Regions from separate parts of the Mus musculus genome. Here all the other regions are linked to region 1. Evidence: chromatin contacts called from public HiChIP or PLAC-seq data. All regions are on one chromosome and are shown on one strand. The core of a region is the stretch at or near the end of the contact, and the rest is flanking DNA. Distances in the headings are between cores, read along the strand shown. Region 1 overlaps Armc2 (armadillo repeat containing 2). Region 2 overlaps Sesn1 (sestrin 1). Region 3 overlaps Gm40630 (a long non-coding RNA gene).

Region 1 (2,889 bases), core at 118-2,617:
TCTCCGCCTTCAGCATCCAGAGCAGGTGAGTGTGCCTCTCCGCCTTCAGCATCCTTCATTCTCAAGATCTTTGTGCTGTTAAACAGTGTGACTTGTTTTTCAAAGACAAATGTTAGGTGGAAGTCAAGGAGAGTCTAGAGTGCCACACCGAGCCCTTAGTAACTCTGTTCGACAACTTCAGGAACTGGATCCAACTTGCTCAGAAACCATTTGTTTTCTAAGTTTTCATTTTTCACTGCCGTCTTAAACCAGTATCCAGGTCTGCTGCCTTCAATGTAGACAGAAACTCACAGAAATTATAGCTTGAAGGTATCTGGAGGGTTTGTGTGCAGATTTAATATCAGTGTAAATCTAAACTTAAGTTCAAAAGCATTGCCCACTTAAATGAAGAAGGTTTTAATTCTTCAAGATTTTTTGTTTTTTGTTTTTGTCTTTAAAATAAAGAAAAAGATACAAATGTGGCACATTGTTAACATTGGACCAAACTAGTCAGGGTAGGACAGCTGTCTGTTACATTAAATGAAACTATATTATGAAAGCCCTTTAGGGACTTTATTCTGCCTGAGGAAATATGAAATAATACAGACCAATGGTTAGAAATGGTGCAAAGTCAGGCAGTGAGAAAAATGAGCCAGGGAACATTTGTTACACTATACCACTGTAACATTGTAACACTGTAACATTGTAACACTGTAACATTGTAACATTGACTGTACAACACAAGCAGCAGGTGAAACCTTAAGTTGTGGAAACAAGAGTTAGGGAGCTCTGTGTCACACCTAGAAAAACAAACATGCTGTCACCCCCATTTCAAAGGCTGGTGACCCCCCCCCCCATGGGGAAGGATCTAGATAAGGCAGGCATAAGAAGGTTTTAAGCCTTCAAGGTTTTTGTTGTTGTTGTTGTCTTTAAAATAAAAAGATACAAACGTAGCACATTATTAGCATTGAACCAAACTATTCAGGGTAGGACAGTGTCTGTTATATTCTTCATAGTTTTTTTTTTTCATTTCACACAAAAGTTTATGTCGGGCTCTATGAGTACACATCTATAATCTGAACATTTTGGAAACAGAGACAGGGTTATGAATTGCAGGCCATTCTGAGCTACAGTAAGACCTTGTCTCAACAAAAATAAAAAATGATGATAAATGATATCAATCTAGCACCGTGTAAAAGATGTTATCTTCAAACTAGCCCCTCACCAGTAAGGAGACAGTTAGTGGTCACCTGCAATGTATCTAGAACTCAGGAGAATCTAAGCCTTCCAATTCCCTAGACAACATTGTTGCTAAGGGGTTTACGTTTGCATGCTAAAAACACCAGCCAATGCTAACAATGTATCAAGCTGTTGGGTCCAAAGCTGAAAGCTGTGGTTAACAGCTATAACCACGGAGACAGCAGAATCTTCAAAAACAGGCAGTATTTCTTGCCTGACTTACCCAATTTTCCTGTTGAATCATTATTTTTATATTTAGCAAGCAGTGAACCTAGATGAAAGTCCTTTTTAAAATTTGAAGTTGTTCCCCAAGACTGGGCCACACTGTGTGTTTGTAGACATGCTTCAGTTTCTAGAATTCACTGGGGATAGGGTATGGAATGGAGGTGATGGGGGCAGTGAGGACCACATGGGGATACAGAAGCAAGGCCATAGCAAGACACAACCACATTAGTGGGGATTCCTGGGAGACGACCGAGAAGAAATTCTTATACCACAGTGTTTAGCTAACTTCTCAAAATGAGTCTGAGAAGTCTCAGAAGGGTCTGGAGGTAACTAAACTTGGGTGATTTCTGACTCATCTTGATAATCATTTCTTCCTGGGGGGAGCATGTTGACTGATTTCACTCTTCCTGGGGAACTAGTTGATCGCTCAGCTTTACATTGAAAAGCACACTGTGTAGGGGTTTCGTTTTGGTTTTTTGTTTTTTTTTTAAGACCACATGGATTTAAAGCCTGAATTTCTAGTAATTTGGGGTTTTGATGTGTTAGAGCAGGTTCCTACTCCAATAGATGATGCCACAGCTCAATGTCAGAGTCTTTTTCTCGAACCCTTTACCATATTTTTTGAGATGGTCTCTCGTTGGACATGGAGCCACATTCTGGCCACACTGAGCTGGTCAGTGAGCTCGCAGGATCTGCCTGTTTCTGCTCCTCTGCTCTGGGGTTACAGCACCATGCCTGGCTTCTTTTATATGTGCTGGGGATCCAAGCCTGGGTCCTGAAGCTTGCAGCAGCAGGTGCCTTACCCACCGAGCCATCTCCCCAACCTGCTTTCTAGCAAATTTAAGTGTTTCCTATATATGTCAAGGAAATTGACTGTTGTTGACTTAACAACTTCTGGCTTTTTGTTTGCCTTCTTCAATACTGAGTCTGTTCATATCCTTTGGCCTCTAAGTGGATTAATTACCTAGGACTATGAGCGGCGGTCTTCTTATACTGCGTGGCTATTTGTATTTACTTTTAGAATTACATGCTTGTTTGTTTTGTTTGTTTAATGTGAGTACATGGTTGCTCTCTTCAGACACACCAGAAGAGGGCATCGGATCCCATAGCAGATGCTTGTGAGCCACCATGTGGTTGCTGGGAACTGAACTCAGGACCTCTGGAAGAGCAGTCAGGGCTCTTAACCGCTGAGCCATCTCTCCAGCCCCATGTGCATGTTTTATCCAGTTCAAGCACACTCAAAAATCCAAAAAGCAGAGATGATGGTCTACAGTCTTTTGTCTGCCATTCTGAAAACCTCAACATCCCAAACGTTGAAATAGCTCTAGTGGCAATGGCAGATCCGACCAGAGCTGTAGTGTTGGCCCCTCTAGTGTGAGCGTTCACGTGTTACGCTGGAGGGTGGTGCTCCGAAGTCCCTGTTGTGAACACTGCTTTCATTCTGAG
Region 2 (2,889 bases), core at 240-2,739, 110 kb after region 1:
TATAGCCCATACCTCTGCTTTCTGATTACTGCGTTTCTAGGCGTGTGTCACATGCCTGGCTCCATTATGCACATCATGCTTATGATGGCTATTCCTGGTTGTCAACCTGTCTATATCTGGAATGAGCTACAATCCAGAAATGGAAGTACACCTGTGAGGCATTTTCTGCTTGGGTTGAAGTGGGTGGTTCCACTTCTGGTCCAGACCTTTGAGGTAGGACGACACACCTCTGATCTGAATCTTGAGGTGAGAAGACACACCTTTAACCTGGGCCACATCTTCTGCTGGAACCTATATAAGGGCATGGAATCATGAAGGTTTTGTTCTTTGCCTACTTGCTAGTACTTCCATTCCTTCGATGGCATTGGAGCTACTTCTTCAGTTCTGGCATATACTCAAGATTAGCTGAGACACCCAGCCTTGGGACTGAGTGACTACAGAGTCTTGGACTTTCCATGCCCAGCCAGCCATTGTTGAATTAGCTGGACTGCAGCCTATAAGTAATTCCAATAAATTCCATGTGTGTGTGTGTGTGTGTGGATATATATATATATATATTTATTTTCACATGTATTGAATACACACACACACACACACACACACACACACACACACAAACCTTAAGTTCCACTACTCTGGCGAACCCTGACTAATACAATCTTAAGATGTTCAACTCTTAGAAATGAACTGCCTCAAAAACCAGAATTTTTTTCCTTCACTATTCATTCAATGTGCTTCTGTTAAGTGTTCATGTACCAGGAATAACTAGATGATGCAGGCATGAGAAACCCTCTTGAGCTGTTGTTCGTGAAGGGAGCCCAAGGGACTCCCCTGGCAATAGACTATTGCTGTTGCCTTTAGTTGCCTCCAAGTTGAAGGTAAGTCCCTATTGCTAATGATATTATATACTTTGGACACAGAATGAGGACTAGTTTCCATAGTACCAGAAGGCAATCTGCACGATGCCCAGGGCGGGAAGTAACCAGCAGCCCCCCTCAGCTGTGCTGCCCAGGGTCTGTGACAATGACCTGCATGGCGAGACAGCCATCCCTGCAGGTACAAGAGCACTTATATCTTAATGGGAGCCAACAACTGTCTGTCTGACTGGGCTGAAGGCCTGCTCAACAGGAAGGAAATGGGGCCTGGTGCTGTAAACTTAGTTAACCATGTGACTCGAGAGGTCATGGATCTTGGAGGAGAACATACTACTTTCCCAAACCAGTAAAATTCCTAAGCACCTTCTAAATACTTATCCTATACCACAGGCAAGTGTAACTCTCACCCCTCATCAAAGCAGATGGAGACCATGACAGAAAGCCACAACTGGTCACAATGCAGAGAACAACTAACCAGGAGGTGCCCAGCCCCGACTGATACAACACAACCTCAGGCTCGGCAGCACTCGGGAAAACAGAGTCTAAGAGCAAGAGATCAAGGAAGTCTGCAGCAAGACATTATAGGGAAGCCACACACCCATAAAATCTTAGCGCTACAGCTACTTAACCAAGGGCAGCACCAGCTGACATGCAAAGTGCATGTGGCTCATCTCATAAGCACCGCCCCCAGATGAAGAGCTGTGGCAATTAAGAACTGCTGTGAGAGGGGTGATTAATCTTTCCCAAAGATGACACCCCTAAATGGTTATCCAGTAACAAATAGCCCTGAAACACTCTCATAACTACACTAACAGGACTCTGCAGGTTGCATTTATATATTTGTAAACATATATGTAACAATAACAGTGTACTGGCTAGTTTTGTGTCAACTTCACACAGGCTGGAGTTAACACAGAGAAAGGAGCTTCAGTTGGGGAAATGCCTCCACGAGATCCAGCTGCAAGGCATTTTCTCAATTAGTGATCAAAGGGGGAGGTCCCCTTGTGGGTGGGACCATCTCTGGGTTTGCAGTCTTGGTTCTATAAGAGAGCAGGCTGAGCAAGTCATGGGGAAGCAAGCCAGTAAGTAACATCCCTCCATGGCCTCTGCATCAGCTCCTGCTTCCTGACCTGCTTGAGTTCCAGTCCTAACGTCCTTTGGTGATCAACAGCAATGTGGAAGTGTAAGCTGAATAAACCCTTTCCTCTCCAACTTGCTTCTTGGTCATGATGTTTTATCCAGGAATAGAAACCCTGACTAAGACAAACAGCTAATAAAAAAAGAGGCCATAAGTTTAAGAGGGAGTAGGGCAGGGCATAGCAGGAGAGGGAGGGAAAATGATATATTTTAATTAAATAAAAATAATAATTAAAAAAATACCCTGACTTCAGGGCACCACAGCAGGCACTCCTTTAAATGCAAACTGAATTTTGTTCTATTAATTTGTTCTCCATACACCTGCGCTTCTCCTATAGGACCAAAGTGGGGGCTGCAATAAGAGAATGGGGGGGGGGAAATGGGGGCTGCAATAAGAGAATGGGGGGAAATGGGGACTGCAATAAGAGACTGGGGGAAAGTGGGGGCTGCAATAAGAGAATGGGGGGAAGTGAGGGCTGCAATAAGAGAATGGTGGGGGGGGGAGTGAGGGCTGTACCTATACAAACAATAAGGAAGAAACTGTTAGAATAGAATCTAAGCATCAGGGTTTGGTACCAGCTCTGCAGTTTGGCAGCTTCATACAGTTACAATCATTCTCCAGTGAGAAAATCTGTTCAGAGGGAGAAGTAACAGATGTGCTTTAACTTCAGACAGTAACCTTTGTGAGATGGGAAAAGCCTCCATGTTCTCTGCAGTCTATGGTGAAGATGGCACAGCATCAGACACATGGCTCCACAGGATTTGATGCAGGGGGTTGGTTTTTTGTTTCCTTAGGTTTAAGGAAAAGTGAATGCACTAAATTCTACAGAACTACTGGCTGTGACAAGCACTCTTAGCACTCTGACAGCATGCATTT
Region 3 (2,889 bases), core at 148-2,647, 90 kb before region 1:
TCACAGAATGTGAGCGTGGGCTACTGTGTTACGGCGGTCCCAGTGTGGATTATACCACTGCCCTTTGTTATCTAAGAGCAGTGTGTTTGTGGGCATCACACCCCACCATTCCACAGTCTGCCGTTATGTAATCAGATCTGACTCCACACTATCTACTCAACACTGAATGGTTAAACAGCCTGCTCTTGTTGCAGAGAAGGGAGGAATCCAGGTGTTTGGATGAGGGAGTGGTTCTAGTGTTTCTTCGTGGTTTTGAGTGTGTATGATGTGGGTACCTGAAGTCGTGTGTAAATGTGCATATTATGTGCGATGGGAAAATTAAGGGAAGATCATGGTTCTCTTCTACCAAGCCAAAAGATTTAGAGGCTGTGGCCAGCATGGCAGCTCATAGAGCAGGCCAGACTCATCCCTACAGCCATCCCTGCATCCCAGGGTCGTCCCAGAGCCATCCCAGAGCCCCACTCATTGAGAGTCATCACCAATTGCTTAGGAAAGAGAAACTAACAGGTAACACCAGAAACTTCTGGAAACCATTCAGCATTCTTTGTACAAATTTTGTGGCCAGTTCTCATGTTGGCCTCATTTGGTCTCAAGTGTGTCTGGGTGCAGCTCCGTGGTAAGTGCTTACTGAGCATGCCCAAGGCCCTTGGTTCAACTCCCACCTGCAATAAATAAAGACATAAGTCAGACGCTGTGGAGTGTAAGTTCCAGGGCCTCTCCAGACAGTGCGGTATTAGCACAGCTGGATTGAAGGGCCTTTTCCTTTTCATGGATGTGCCTAGCAACCAGGAAGATTGAACGTCTGTACTGTGTACTGATAAGCAATCCGTACTCTTGTTTCATGAACTTTAAATTTCATATAAATCATGTGTTACTTTGCTTCATTTTTAGCTAGTTATGCCCGTTGGATTTACCCATCCCAGAGCCATCCAGCTGACCTGGCTCACTCACTGTGATGAACGCAGTGTTGAACTGCTTCTGTAACCACACTGTTCTCGCTCCTTTTTACTCCTGTGGGTCAGGCGACTTGCTTTCACGGTTAGCTATTTCAGAATACTGAAAAGGACATTCTTCCAGTCCCCATGTCTCTGGACACACGGAAGTGGAATTGTTGGTCAGCTGTTAGCTTCCAAATGTGTCCCTGTGTTTCTCTCCATTCTAATCACCTGCTGGTACTGTCTCACTTCTGGGGGGCATGAAACAGCTTCTGATTGTTTTAATTTGCATCTCTCTGACTTTTAATTTAATAGCACACATTTTCATGTGACCACAGACCATTAAATGTCCTCTTCTGCTACCTGCTTGGTTGCAGTCAGCTGCGGTTTCAGTGTGAAATGTCTCCCACAGCTCTTATTTGAATGTTTGGTCCTCAGATGGTGGCATTTCAGGGAGGATGTGGCGGAGGTGGGGCCAAACTGGAGGAAATGGGTCACCACTGGTAAGTCTAGTAGGTTAGAGCCTGGCCTGCTTCCTGCAGGCTTTCTGCTTCCTGACAGCCAGGCTTTCTGCATGAAGGTGAAGGCACTCCTGAACCAGGAGCACAAATCATTCCTTCTCCTAAGTCCTGGACAGGTATGTGGTCACAGTGACCAAAAGAATAATTAACACACACACACACACACACACACACACACACACAATTTTATACATTCTTTCTTTTTTGGAGGGTTGTGTTTACTTTTTCTTTATAACTTTTAAGAATAGACTGTATACTTTTTATAGCGATTGCTTGGCAATGTGAGATACAGATGTCTTCACCAAGTCTATGTTTGTCTTTTCACTTTGTCAGTGGTATACTTATCATGAAAAACCATTTCTAGCAGGGCATGACGGTACACTCCTTTAATCCCAGCACTGTGTAGGCAAGGGAGGGTGATTTCTGTGAGCTTGAGGCCAGCCTGATCTACAAAGCAAGTTCCAGGAGAGCCAGGGCTACACAGAGAAACTCTGTCTTCAAAAACAAATGATAGAAACAAAGAGAGAGAAAGACTAATTTCTAAGTCATGTAACTCAGTGTATAATTGTTTCATGCTAACTTTTGCTTTTGTCTTATTTAAGAAACCCTGCTTCATTGGAGGGTGTGATGGTTTGTATATGCTTGGCCCAGGGAGTGGCATTATTAGAAGGTGTGGCCTTGTTAGAGTAGGTGTGTCACGGTGGGTGTGGGCTTTAAGACCCTCATCCTAGCTGCCTGGAAGTCAGTCTTCTCCCAGCAGCCTGCAGATGAAGATGCAGCACTCTCAGCTCCTCCTGCACCATGCCTGCCTGGACGCTGCCATGTTCACACCTTGATGATAATGGACTGAAGCTCTGAACCTGTAAGCCAGCCCCAAGTAAACATTGGCCTTATAAAAGCTACTTTGGTCATGGTGTCTGCTCACAGCAGTAAAACCCTAACTAAGACAGAGGGCACATCAATATTTCCTATAGTTCTGGTTGCAGTTTTTCACCATGGCTGGAACTAACTCCAACCCCCCCCCCCCAACACACACAAAACTGGTAAACTCTCTATTGTTGTGATAAACCACTCCGACCAAAAGTAGCTTGGGGAGAAAAGGGTTTGCTTGACTTCCATAATAGAAGAAAGCCAAGACAGGAACCCAAGGCAGAAACTGAAGCAGTCACCATGGAGTAGCGGTTCTCAACCTGTGGGTCTCCTTGGTGCCTTCGGGCATACATATCAGATATTTACATCATGACTAATAACAATAGCAAAATTACAGTTATGAAGTAGCAACAAAATAATTTTATGGGGGTGGGGGAGTCCCCACAACAGGAGGAATCGTATTAAAGGTTGCAGCATTGGGAAGATTGTGAACACTGCATGGAGGACACTATTTAGTTGTAGTCTCCCCTCCCCCAGCCTGAAACCTGCTTGCTCAGGGGTGG

The links. HiChIP or PLAC-seq counts read pairs in DNA pulled down with a chosen protein or histone mark.
Region 2: an H3K4me3 HiChIP or PLAC-seq map of bone marrow-derived macrophages shows a contact between it and region 1, with 2.7 times the contacts expected there. The contact joins two enhancer-like sites. A contact is called at or near these places in 2 of 484 Hi-C or Micro-C datasets (CD8 T cells and cranial neural crest), 6 of 115 datasets of contacts at active chromatin or transcription factors (CD8 T cells, bone marrow-derived macrophages, embryonic stem cells and 1 more) and 2 of 9 other capture datasets (adipose tissue and pancreatic islet).
Region 3: a contact with region 1 is called in a BATF HiChIP or PLAC-seq map of CD8 T cells, with 8 read pairs. The contact joins two enhancer-like sites. A contact is called at or near these places in 20 of 484 Hi-C or Micro-C datasets (the AML12 cell line, the HL-1 cell line, the N1E-115 cell line and 11 more), 3 of 115 datasets of contacts at active chromatin or transcription factors (CD8 T cells, bone marrow-derived macrophages and embryonic stem cells) and 1 of 9 other capture datasets (adipose tissue).

What each region holds. Positions count from the first base shown.
Region 1 is chr10:41,977,514-41,980,402 of GRCm38.p6, reverse strand. The region is part of intron 6 of Armc2 (armadillo repeat containing 2); the gene reads left to right. Among named protein-coding and RNA genes, the nearest start is that of Gm33058, 20 kb to the right of the region's middle. Within about 2 kb of position 1,367, at least 78 of the 459 cell types and tissues checked have an H3K27ac peak or open chromatin away from gene starts, as enhancers often do. A contact at or near this core is called in CD8 T cells and bone marrow-derived macrophages, where this site is marked.
Region 2 is chr10:41,866,776-41,869,664 of GRCm38.p6, reverse strand. All of the region lies in intron 1 of Sesn1 (sestrin 1), which reads right to left. Among named protein-coding and RNA genes, the nearest start is that of Sesn1, 58 kb to the right of the region's middle. Within about 2 kb of position 1,489, at least 19 of the 459 cell types and tissues checked have an H3K27ac peak or open chromatin away from gene starts, as enhancers often do. A contact at or near this core is called in CD8 T cells and bone marrow-derived macrophages, where this site is marked.
Region 3 is chr10:42,067,204-42,070,092 of GRCm38.p6, reverse strand. It overlaps Gm40630 (a long non-coding RNA gene), which reads left to right. Exons shown (of 5, transcript XR_871601.1): 3 at 1-1,572. All of the region lies in intron 1 of Gm51798 (a long non-coding RNA gene), which reads right to left. Among named protein-coding and RNA genes, the nearest start is that of Gm40630, 13 kb to the left of the region's middle. Within about 2 kb of position 1,397, at least 39 of the 459 cell types and tissues checked have an H3K27ac peak or open chromatin away from gene starts, as enhancers often do. A contact at or near this core is called in CD8 T cells, where this site is marked.